Linked DNA regions of Ovis aries: region 2 is linked to region 1. Evidence: chromatin contacts called from public Hi-C data. All regions are on one chromosome and are shown on one strand. Each heading gives the region's core, a stretch centred on a gene start, on an enhancer-like site or on the middle of the called end of the contact. The rest is flanking DNA. Distances are from core to core; before and after follow the strand shown.

What was found. A called contact is a pair of places that touch in the nucleus more often than the background predicts.
Region 2: a Hi-C map of liver shows a contact between it and region 1, with 4 times the contacts expected there. The contact joins the promoter of FOXA1 here to the enhancer-like site in region 1. A contact is called at or near these places in 3 of 16 Hi-C or Micro-C datasets (liver, mixed tissues and tail adipose tissue).

Annotation. Positions count from the first base shown.
Region 1 is chr18:45,217,814-45,222,588 of ARS-UI_Ramb_v3.0, reverse strand. It overlaps MIPOL1 (mirror-image polydactyly 1), which reads right to left. Exons shown (of 18, transcript XR_009597113.1): 2 at 1,586-1,664. Among named protein-coding and RNA genes, the nearest start is that of MIPOL1, 56 kb to the right of the region's middle. Within about 2 kb of position 2,893, at least 2 of the 54 cell types and tissues checked have an H3K27ac peak or open chromatin away from gene starts, as enhancers often do. A contact at or near this core is called in liver, where this site is marked.
Region 2 is chr18:45,505,160-45,510,114 of ARS-UI_Ramb_v3.0, reverse strand. FOXA1 (forkhead box A1) reads left to right here and starts at 2,405. Exons shown (of 2, transcript XM_027957292.3): 1 at 2,405-2,748. The coding sequence starts at 2,677. It overlaps TTC6 (tetratricopeptide repeat domain 6), which reads right to left and starts at 2,182. Exons shown (of 32, transcript XM_060401450.1): 1 at 1,581-2,182.

The DNA of each region.
Region 1 (4,775 bases), core at 1,644-4,143:
TGTACATTACTCAGGTACTACTTGCTATTCCTTTATACACAATGCAATCAGTTACGTGGATACTAAACTCAGAATGTAGCCTAGAATCATAAGAGAAAGGTTGCTAACGGTACGCTAAATGACAAGAAAATCTGTAATAGTATAGAAATCAAAAACAAATGGAGAAATCAAAAAAGATATACTCAGTGTAGCATCTTTCTGTATCTCGCAAGAATGTAGCTATTAACTGATTTAGTTCAAGGATGACAGAAGAGTTCCCTCAAATGGCCTTTAACCTTCCAAAAAAGGTAACAGTGTGGTTGATAAATGGTAAAGAAAGCCCTGTTGAAGAAGAGGGGAAAGAGAGATGTGTGCAATGTTTCGATAATAATTCTATTTGGAAAAATTCAGAGGACATAAAAATGACGAACATAAAATTTCAAGTCTTCAACTATACGTCATACTATATTCAGAATGATTTGTTATCCAAGGATTTCAGATTTGCAACTGTATCCACATTTAGTAAAAGACCTCAAATAAAAACCAAACATTTTTAAAACCTGTCTGTGTAGCACTTATTCTACCTTGCTCTACACACAGATGGGTGTCCTCTACTTATCTACCTACGTTTGTACCTATCCATCCATCCATCCATCCATCCATCCATCCATCCCTCCATCCCATCCACCCTTCCACTATTTCTCCCTTTGGCAGGACATCTCTTTGTCTGTCTGTCTTTCAGACTGTGTTTCTCTCTGACTGCTCTCTCCTCTGCCTGTGCACATCCGCTTTCCTCTGCACATCTCTGCGAGTGTCTGTGGCTCTGACTCTTTAGGGAGAATCCCCCTTTGACTGTTTTTCTGTGGTTGTCTCTGAGTGCGCCTTTTAGTGTACAAGTGTCTCTGTATGTGTCTCTGTTTTTCTGTGTATGTGTGTCTCCTCTCCTTACATGTCTGTCTCTGCATGTATGTGTATCTTCCATGTCTCTTTGTGCTCATCTCTGTCTCTTTCTGAGAGTGTCTGCGTGTACACAGGTGCCCCCCTCTCTCAGTGTGTCCCTTTCCCGTCTCCGCCCAACTCCTCTCTCTCTGTCACAGGATGTCTGTTTCTCTTACTCCGGTACCTCTCCATGAGTCTCGGGATGTGTGTCTTCTTGTGTGTATCTATGCATGCGTCTCTCTCTGTGTACCTCTATATGTGTACCTGTGTCTTTTTCATTGAGTTTACCATCTCCCCCCTGTGTCTGTGTCTCCTTTCTCTGTTTGGGTTTCTTTCTCTGAGTTTGCCTCTCTGCATGCATTTCTCTACTAGTCATTCTCTCAATCTCCTCTATCACTTTGTGGGTGTGTGTCTTTCTCTTTGTGTGTCTGCTTTCCTTTTTCTCTTTCAGTGTCTCTTGCTCTGTGCCTTTTCTCTTTCTCCTTGTGTCTCTTTTGCAGAATGTGGGTCTTTCTGTGTATACTTCCTTCCTTGCATGTGTGCGTGCGTGTGTGCTTGTGCTTATCTGCTCCTGTCTAATACACTGGTTAGAACAAACACACTTCATTCAGTGCCTTAAAGTAGCACATCACCTGGGGTTTGGTATTAATACCTTAAAAGTCCTTACCTTTTGACCAGTCCTCCATTTGCACTTCTGTTCTTGTTTGCTCTGGCAATGTCTCTGGTTTCTGCGCCAAGATTTGAGGCTAAAATAAAGCCAACTCTAGATAAATAAACTTAAAACAATATATCAGAACACACCTAAATCTTACCTTTGTTTAAGAGAGAATTTACAGGATAACTGGTTTTCTAAAACACTTATAATAGGACAATTAACTGTATATTTCAACACGTGAAATTAAATCTTTTTTCTCAGAAAAATAGTTCTTTCATTCACACTTACATTTTAGTAAATACAGTTCAAGGGTAAGTGTCTAGACATTCTTGCTCCTTTGGTTAGGGAACTATTCAATTTATTTAACTTAAGTCTTCTGCAACTATTAATACAACTTCAACAATTTAAGAAAAATAAAAATTTTACTCTATTTGTCATAAGTTTATAGCAAAAATTTCAAACTTATTTATTTGAATGTATATTTGCACATAAATATTTCATAGTGTGTAATTTTAAAATGTTACTCTAATTTTTTTAAAGGTTATTTTCAGCTTGTGGAATTATTGGTATTTCTCTCTTGCATTTGTTTTCATAATAAATATGATCAAAGCTATGCAAGTTCACTTTTTTGCATGCTTTTAAAGAGAATAATAAAATTAGATTCACCTCACAGCTAGAACTCTGCGTTCTTTAAAAAGTCCTCAAATAAAGCTGTAGCAAGCTTCTCCTATTCCAATTTTCTCTAAATATGTTGATCTGGAGTTGGCAATCTTTTTCTAAGTTCCTCATTTACTTTTGGATTAACTGAAAATATAGGAAGTTATTAATATCAAAGAAATATGTTCCAGTCAATGAAGCCATTTCCTTCCATATTGCCCAAAAAGGTTAATAATAATTGCAGTCTTTTAATAAGAGATTCATATAGCAAGACATGTAGAAAATACAGTCTTTAATAACCTCTGGAGTATTTTAAAACATGCCTTACAGGCCTTAATGTGCTTAGTAATATACTATTTAAAACCATAATTTTATCCCTTTGCGATATACAGTCACTCTTCCTCATCATTTACCCAGCTAATGAATGCCAGCAATTAGTAAAATGTAATCCCATTGCACAATCATTTTAATGCTTTTAGCACTCAGAAAAGTAAACACCAAATTAATACTGCTCAAGCCATATCAGATCCTAGTTGGAAGCAAGCAATTATAGTTCAGCTCCTCAGGTGTAATTAAATGATTGGAATGATTTAGTTCCATAAATGCAAGTTAATTCATAAGCAAGCAACAAATATACTGGGAGTAATTACAAGAAACATTGACAGTCTAAGTAGGGCTAATTCTTTTATGAGACTGATATAGTAAAATGCTGCCCTCTCCTGGGCATATAAGTGAATACTTCAGAGCCAAAAACAAAACATTTCCCCTTACCCAAAATCTAAGTTTTAAAAGGACACTAAAAAGGAAAAAAAAAAGAAATATATATATATATACACACATATATATATATTTATATATAAATTTGATTTCATTCCTTAAGCAAAAGATTTTCATTTATGGCTTATTGTGATAATTTTTTCACACTCTAGTAATTAGTGATTTTTCCATTCAAGTTCTGAATATGAGTCCCAAAACATACCAGGCAATTCCTATAATCTGATGAAACTAAATCATTCATATAGGACACTGGCTGCAAGTGAAACTTCTAGTTCCCTCTCGGACTGTCAGACCAACACCTATATTCTCTCAATGGTAAACCCTAACTAGACTGCTAGAGATTTAAGCTATGATTTTATAAGTACTAAAAATGGATAAAAAAAATAATCTCTGATGGATATAAAACAAAACACTCAGTATTACTGTGACTATACAAAATGGTCTAAACTAATTGTTTTTAATGAACTCCAATAACAACAATAACAAAAAAGACCTACAGCACCTGTATAATATCATTACAAGCTCATTTTAAAACATAAATAGCAGGCAGTACACAAAATAAAACACCCCAGTTTTACTTAAGCCATTCCCAACTTTTTACTTTTTTAGGCTAACATTCAGAACAAATTTACTTGAATACTACCTGATGTGTATCAACTAAATTTCTTACACTATACTTTTAGAAATGTATTTTTTACACATTTAAGTTATGATATAACCAGTAAGACTATGTTAACACATATGTATTTGTATCACTAAGCCTATTCAGAATCATCCCTTAAACTTTGTACAAAATTGAACATATGCTCAAACATAAACAATGGTATAACAAGTGTTTAGGGGAGCTGGTTTCCTGGTGAACTTGTTTCTAAAAGGAAAAATAATTTTAAAGAAAAAAAAAAAAACAAAAAACAAGTGTTTAATTCTCCAATAAATGCAATAGATACTTGCAGGGGATAATGCTTATCAGTATCAATTTTTTTAGTCCGGGAGGGAACAATATTCCTTTCTACTATGCTTTCAAATGCAGTAAAATAACTATATTCTAAGTCACAGCCTATGCAAACTATAGAAATAAACCAAAATATTAAAAAGTCCTGCCACTAAGTTTAAAATGTACAGCACATTTGCTTTGCCCTTGATGTCACAGTCTTATTTTTCAATTCATATCTTGTACACTGTAAGTTAATTGCTTTTGGAAAGTACTTATTATTCATGTAAAAATTAATGTGCCAATGTGTTTAAATCCTCTTAAATGACCATTCATGCATCTTTCTTCTTTAAGTACCAATGAAATCTGTCAAAAGACATCAATGCAAAATGGTCTTAAAGAAAGTTCTAATAGAGATTTTTTTTCTGCTAACACAAGATTTTCATATTCACCAACTTTACTTCAATTTCATTAATTTTTTAAGCTACTTTTAATAAATTCACCAAGTAAAATTTTTAGGCCCCATAGTCTGTCATTTGTGTTCCAGCTGACATTATGAATATTAATAACCGTGTTATCCTGATTAAATAGGCTTCATATGAAATCCCTGTGAATCCTATAGCTCAGACATCTCATTTTTCCAACTCTTTATGAATTTGGATTCAGACATTAAACTGGAAAAATCTTAAAAAACAGATTTAATGGCACATTTGCATATTGTCAAGCAAAAATTAGATGTTCTAATGATTCAAACAATTACAACTTACAGATCTACATATTGTAATAGAATAGAAGATTTTTGTAAACATGCAACATATTTTACACATCTATTCATTT
Region 2 (4,955 bases), core at 1,156-3,655, 290 kb before region 1:
TCTTCACCACCGATCTTGAGCTTTGGAGAAGCCCTGAAGAAACTTCACTTTGGCCATCCGCTCTGAAAAATGGGTGTCCCCCCCCCCCACCACCACCAAGCTGAATTTTTTGTAAGATGAGATCTAGTGGGTTTGAGATGTGGGCTGACAGGAAGATTTTTTTTTTTTTTTTTTTACTCCCTTGACGGTTACAGCCTTTGGTTTGGTTTATTTTCCCCTTAAAGCTCCGGCTTTTTGTGTAACATAAAAGTTATTGCTAAGTTGTTACTACCCAAGGAAAATACCCTAGTCATGCTGGATGTGGTGGAAGAGCCAAGAGGGCGTTGGCGAATCACCGCGGGAAGGAACAAGGAAGCTCATTAGCACTGAAAGTACCCCCACCTCCCCAGTCAGGCTGAGGAGCCTATGCATCCATGTACTTTACAAATGGGACTAAGGTCCTGCTGTTGATGGGAACCTTGCACAAAAGAATTAGTTTCTGACTGTCGCCCTGAGAAATATGTGCAGACCCACAGGTTTGCAGATATATTTACACAAATTGATGGGACTGGCTGCAGTTGGGGAGGGCGACTGGCTGCTGAGTTCCAGGTGATTTAATTTCACTCTCAAGCCTTTCCTTACAGTGTGACGTTACTCACTACCACCACCCTCCCTTTTTTTTTCTTAAAGGAATTGGAATCCAATGCTTTTATCTTTTTTTATTTCCTTAACTACACATCTTCACCCTCTCATGCTCTCCTGCTGATTTAAGAGATTTGTTTGGTTCAAGGATTTAATGTGATTCTCTTGCCAGATTTCAAGGAAGAAAGGTTTGTAAGAACAAAGCACAGGGGGGAAAGGAATCTGTTTGGAAGACAAGTTAAAACACATTTCTTAAAATGAGATTAATAACAGTTTAAAACTTTGCCAAACAAGAATATTTCGCGGATTCTTAGTCCTTTCGGAAAGATTTTTTATTGCTACTTAAACCTAGTGGTTCTCCGAAAGTACAGCACATACATGGTCACACACACACACACTCAGAACCACACAATCACCATAGCACAACCTCTCACCAACTCACTGCCTACCACCCAGTCACTTTAGTTGGTCCTCCCCAGGGCTTGTGGGCAAGCCACTACCCAGAGTCTCATAGAAGCCAAGAGGCTCTGCTTGAAGAAGCACTTCCCACGGATGTCCAGTCCCAGCCCGGCCACTCCAGATCAGAGATGGGACCAAGCACCGCCGTCACCACCGCTGGCTTCGGCCTGGCACCTCTCTAGCCGAGTAGATGCTTTCCCGCGCCCGAGCCCAGCCTCTCCCGGCGCGTATTTAGGGAGATGTCCCCTCCCCCTGACCTTTCCCTATCAGAAACCAGACGGTCGCCTCCAGCTCAGTCCCCGAGGCTGCGGAAGGGGGGCGGGAGGAGGAGCTGGGCAGAGGGAGGACGGCCCGACTCGGGTCCGCCTGCCCTATCACATAGACATCTGTTCTCAGTTTCTTCCTCTTCGTGATCGCTGCAGATGACAGGGGGAGTAGAGCGGATCGAGGTGGAAAAAAAAAGTTATGTCATAAAGATATAAAACGGTGTTGTGACTCACCTGCTCTTAGCCGCAGGTACGGGTTTCGTGGCAGCGTCTCCACTCTGCTAGCCAGGAGCCGGGATCGGCCTAACGTCACCTGGCTCGGCTGACTCAGATGGCCGAGTTTCTAGTGACGGGGCAAAAGTGGGGCTTTTTCCTTTTTCAGTCCTGAAGTCCGGGGCGGGGGCCGGGGGAGGGAGGAGGAAGTCTGAATTTTCCAGTCTCCCGGGGTTGAACTTTTAGGTCAGGAATCAGAAGGGCGGGAGCTGGAAGCGGGCAGAATAGTAGGAGGCAGGAGGGGCGCGGGACGGGGTCGCAGCACCGAGGGCCGAAGGTCCCCCAGGGGAACCCTGGGGTCATGGAGCCGGCTCTACCCCCAGGAGCCCGGGCTCCAGCGCCACCGCCCCCAGCGCTTCATCGGCTGCGCGGTTCCCATCCAAAACCCTCGCTAGCACTCCCGGCCCCGCCTATTTTTCTTTTTTCCTCTTCCAAAGAGGGGTTACACACACACACACACCCCACCCCGCCTCCACCACCGCCACCCGGGTTTCCCTCTTCCCCCAGCCTCCCGGCTTAAACCAATTACGCCGCTTGGCAAACAAAGTGAGGGTCGGGTTTGGGGGAGGGGGCGCGGCGGGAGGGGGCCCAGGGGGCGCGCGCGGCGGCGGCGGCGCGGCGGGGCGGGAGGCGCGGCGGCCGGGCTGGCGGGCGGCCGCCTCGCAGGTGCACCTCGGGCTTTGTAGGTGCGAGCGTCTTTGTGCGGCGGACAAATGGGGAGAGGACGAGGAGGTGGGCACTCGAGCGACGTAAGATCCACATCAGCTCAACTGCACTCATCTCGCAGAGGCCGCCAGCTCACTTCCCGCGGAGGCGCTCCCCGGCGGCGCGCTCCGCGGCCGCCGCCTGCCCCCGCCCGCCCCACCGCCGCCGCCGCCGCCGCCGAGCACGCCGCGCCCCGCAGCTCCTGGCTTCCTCCTCGCTAGGGTGGCGTTGGGCCGGCGCGGGCCCTCGGGTGACTGCAGCGGCTCGGCTCCCCGCCCCCCGCCCCGGGCCGCGCGGCTGCCAGTCGCTTCGCACAGGGCTGGATGGTTGCAGCGAGCAGGGTGGCTCCAGGATGTTAGGGACTGTGAAGATGGAAGGGCACGAGAGCAGCGACTGGAACAGCTACTATGCGGACACACAGGAGGTGAGAGGCGGGCGGCAGGCGGGACGTTCCTGGAGCCAGTGCTGGGACGGGGGAAACCAGGCTAGGCGGGCAGCGGGTGGACTGGGGGCTCCTCCTCCGTGCCACCGGTGCCTACCCACCCGGGTTAGCCCCGGCCGGGCCTTGGCTAAACGGGCCTGGGGGCCGGATCCTCAGCCCGGCCCGGGGACGGGATTCCGGCGATCGGCGCTCCGAGCGGGCGAGACGGTTTTAGGAAACTCTTGCTGTGAAAGCACCCGCTCTCTGGGACACACTTGCCTCTTGCTTGCGGAGAACGGGAGCCAGAGCCCAGACCCGGGTGCCGCGCGCGGGTTGGCTGGCTGGCGGAGGCATGAGTTTGAGGCAAGTCTGAAAAGGGTAGAAATTCGCCTGCGGGGCAGTTTCTTCCTGCCGTAGTTGAATTCTCAGATGTCTTCTGATGAAAGCGCGCAGCCGCTAATAATGCGAATCTTGATAATGAAATGATTCCGAAATTTTGTAAAAGTTCTTCAAAAGCCCTGTTTGGGGAGAAGTGTGCTTCTTCCTGTTTAGAACCGCTGGGTGGCGCTAGTGAGAGCTGACTTTTCCTCCAGCACTCCGGGCGGGCGGAGAACCTGTTTCTCTTCATTGTCCCCTTGGTGGCACGTTCGTGTGGTTTATTTTATCAATACAGTGTGCACAAAGGGATTGCGAGGAAAACCAGGTACAGGCAGGACCACCTCCTACTCCTAAAAGTATTTCTCTGGAAATAACTGGCGATTACCCTCCAAAAATGTACCATTATTGAAAACGTTTATTGAAACTGCCTTGGATAATCTTGGGAAGAGGAAAAGTAAAATATACTTTAAGACATGGACAGAAAAACATAAAATCAAGAAATATTTTCATGGTAATTAATTTATTTAAATTTATATGTGTATATATTCACAAACATATCCCGAGTTTATTTGCATACTATAGCAGAATGTGTGCCTAATTAAATGTTTGTTCACCTTTTATGTTTTCAAATAAAGTCATGTTTTCGGATGAAAATAAATGTAAGGATATTATTTTTAGTAAGTTAACAGATAAGTAGTTTTTACATTTCTATACTCTATATTTTTAACATATCTAGTGCATTCTCAGATTGCCATTGATAAGAGTTTTCCCCTACTGATGATTTAAGAAGAAGCTCAGAACACTTCCTCAGATTTAATTCAGGTACAGTCATCTCCGCTCACTAGTGAGTTAAATTCTCTATGAAAAGAGCTTCTTTACAGGTTAGAATTGGGAAGTAGAATAGCATTAAGAGAAAGCAAGTGGACTTTGATTTTTGAATTTTAAAGTATTTGATACTATTCATATAGTTTCAAAAGCCAGGTTTTGAGATGATCAGTGGCAAAAATCAGACTATGTAAAAAATGTGATTATTTCTATAAATTTTGTCACCAAAATTTTCAAACATTAGGGGCCTGGAAATAGGTAATGAAATTAGTTCAAGTTTATGAATGGCTGTAAATGTAAATGTAGGTTGTGCATTGATATTATTATGTACCCTCCCCTATTCTTTCTCCTATTATATATATATTTTTTCCAAAAGTTACTCTGAGTTTTTTCTCTTTTAATATTACAGTTGCTACAAGTAGATGGAAAACACTACTAAATATAATGAACAACAAAAAGTCACCATTTGGTGAAAGCTGCTAAGACAGTAAAGCCAGTTGTTTGGAAATGTTTGGTCATATGGCCATGGATGATTTGCTCTATCAGGGAGAGGTTAACTGTCACCCGAGAAAGCACGGGCCGCTAGGTGGTCAGCCCAGGCCTGGCAGGCTTAGGCGAGATGGGTGCAAATCTGGGGATGTTGCCCGCCTAAGGGTGGGGGCTGGGGCATGGGGGGAAGCACTGTCCTACCCACCGCACGCTTAAGGTGGAGTGAATAAGCCGAGGATCCGAGATATTAATTCTATTTTCGGAGTTTTAACTCCTTTCAAGCAAAAGGACGGCTTTGCCGAGGCCCGATCTGGGGTGGAAAGTGGGATACCGGCCTGGCGTGGATAGAGGCGATGGAGGGGCCCCAGAAGCCGGCCCCTAAGCCCGGCGTGTAAGGCGATTACACATCTTCCTGGGGACATATTTTCTGTGAGTTCTTGGCTTTCATGCCTGCCGAGCTAGGATTCCCCCCCCTGCCGTGCACGACATCTCTTTGCTGGCTCTGGGGAAGGCGCCCG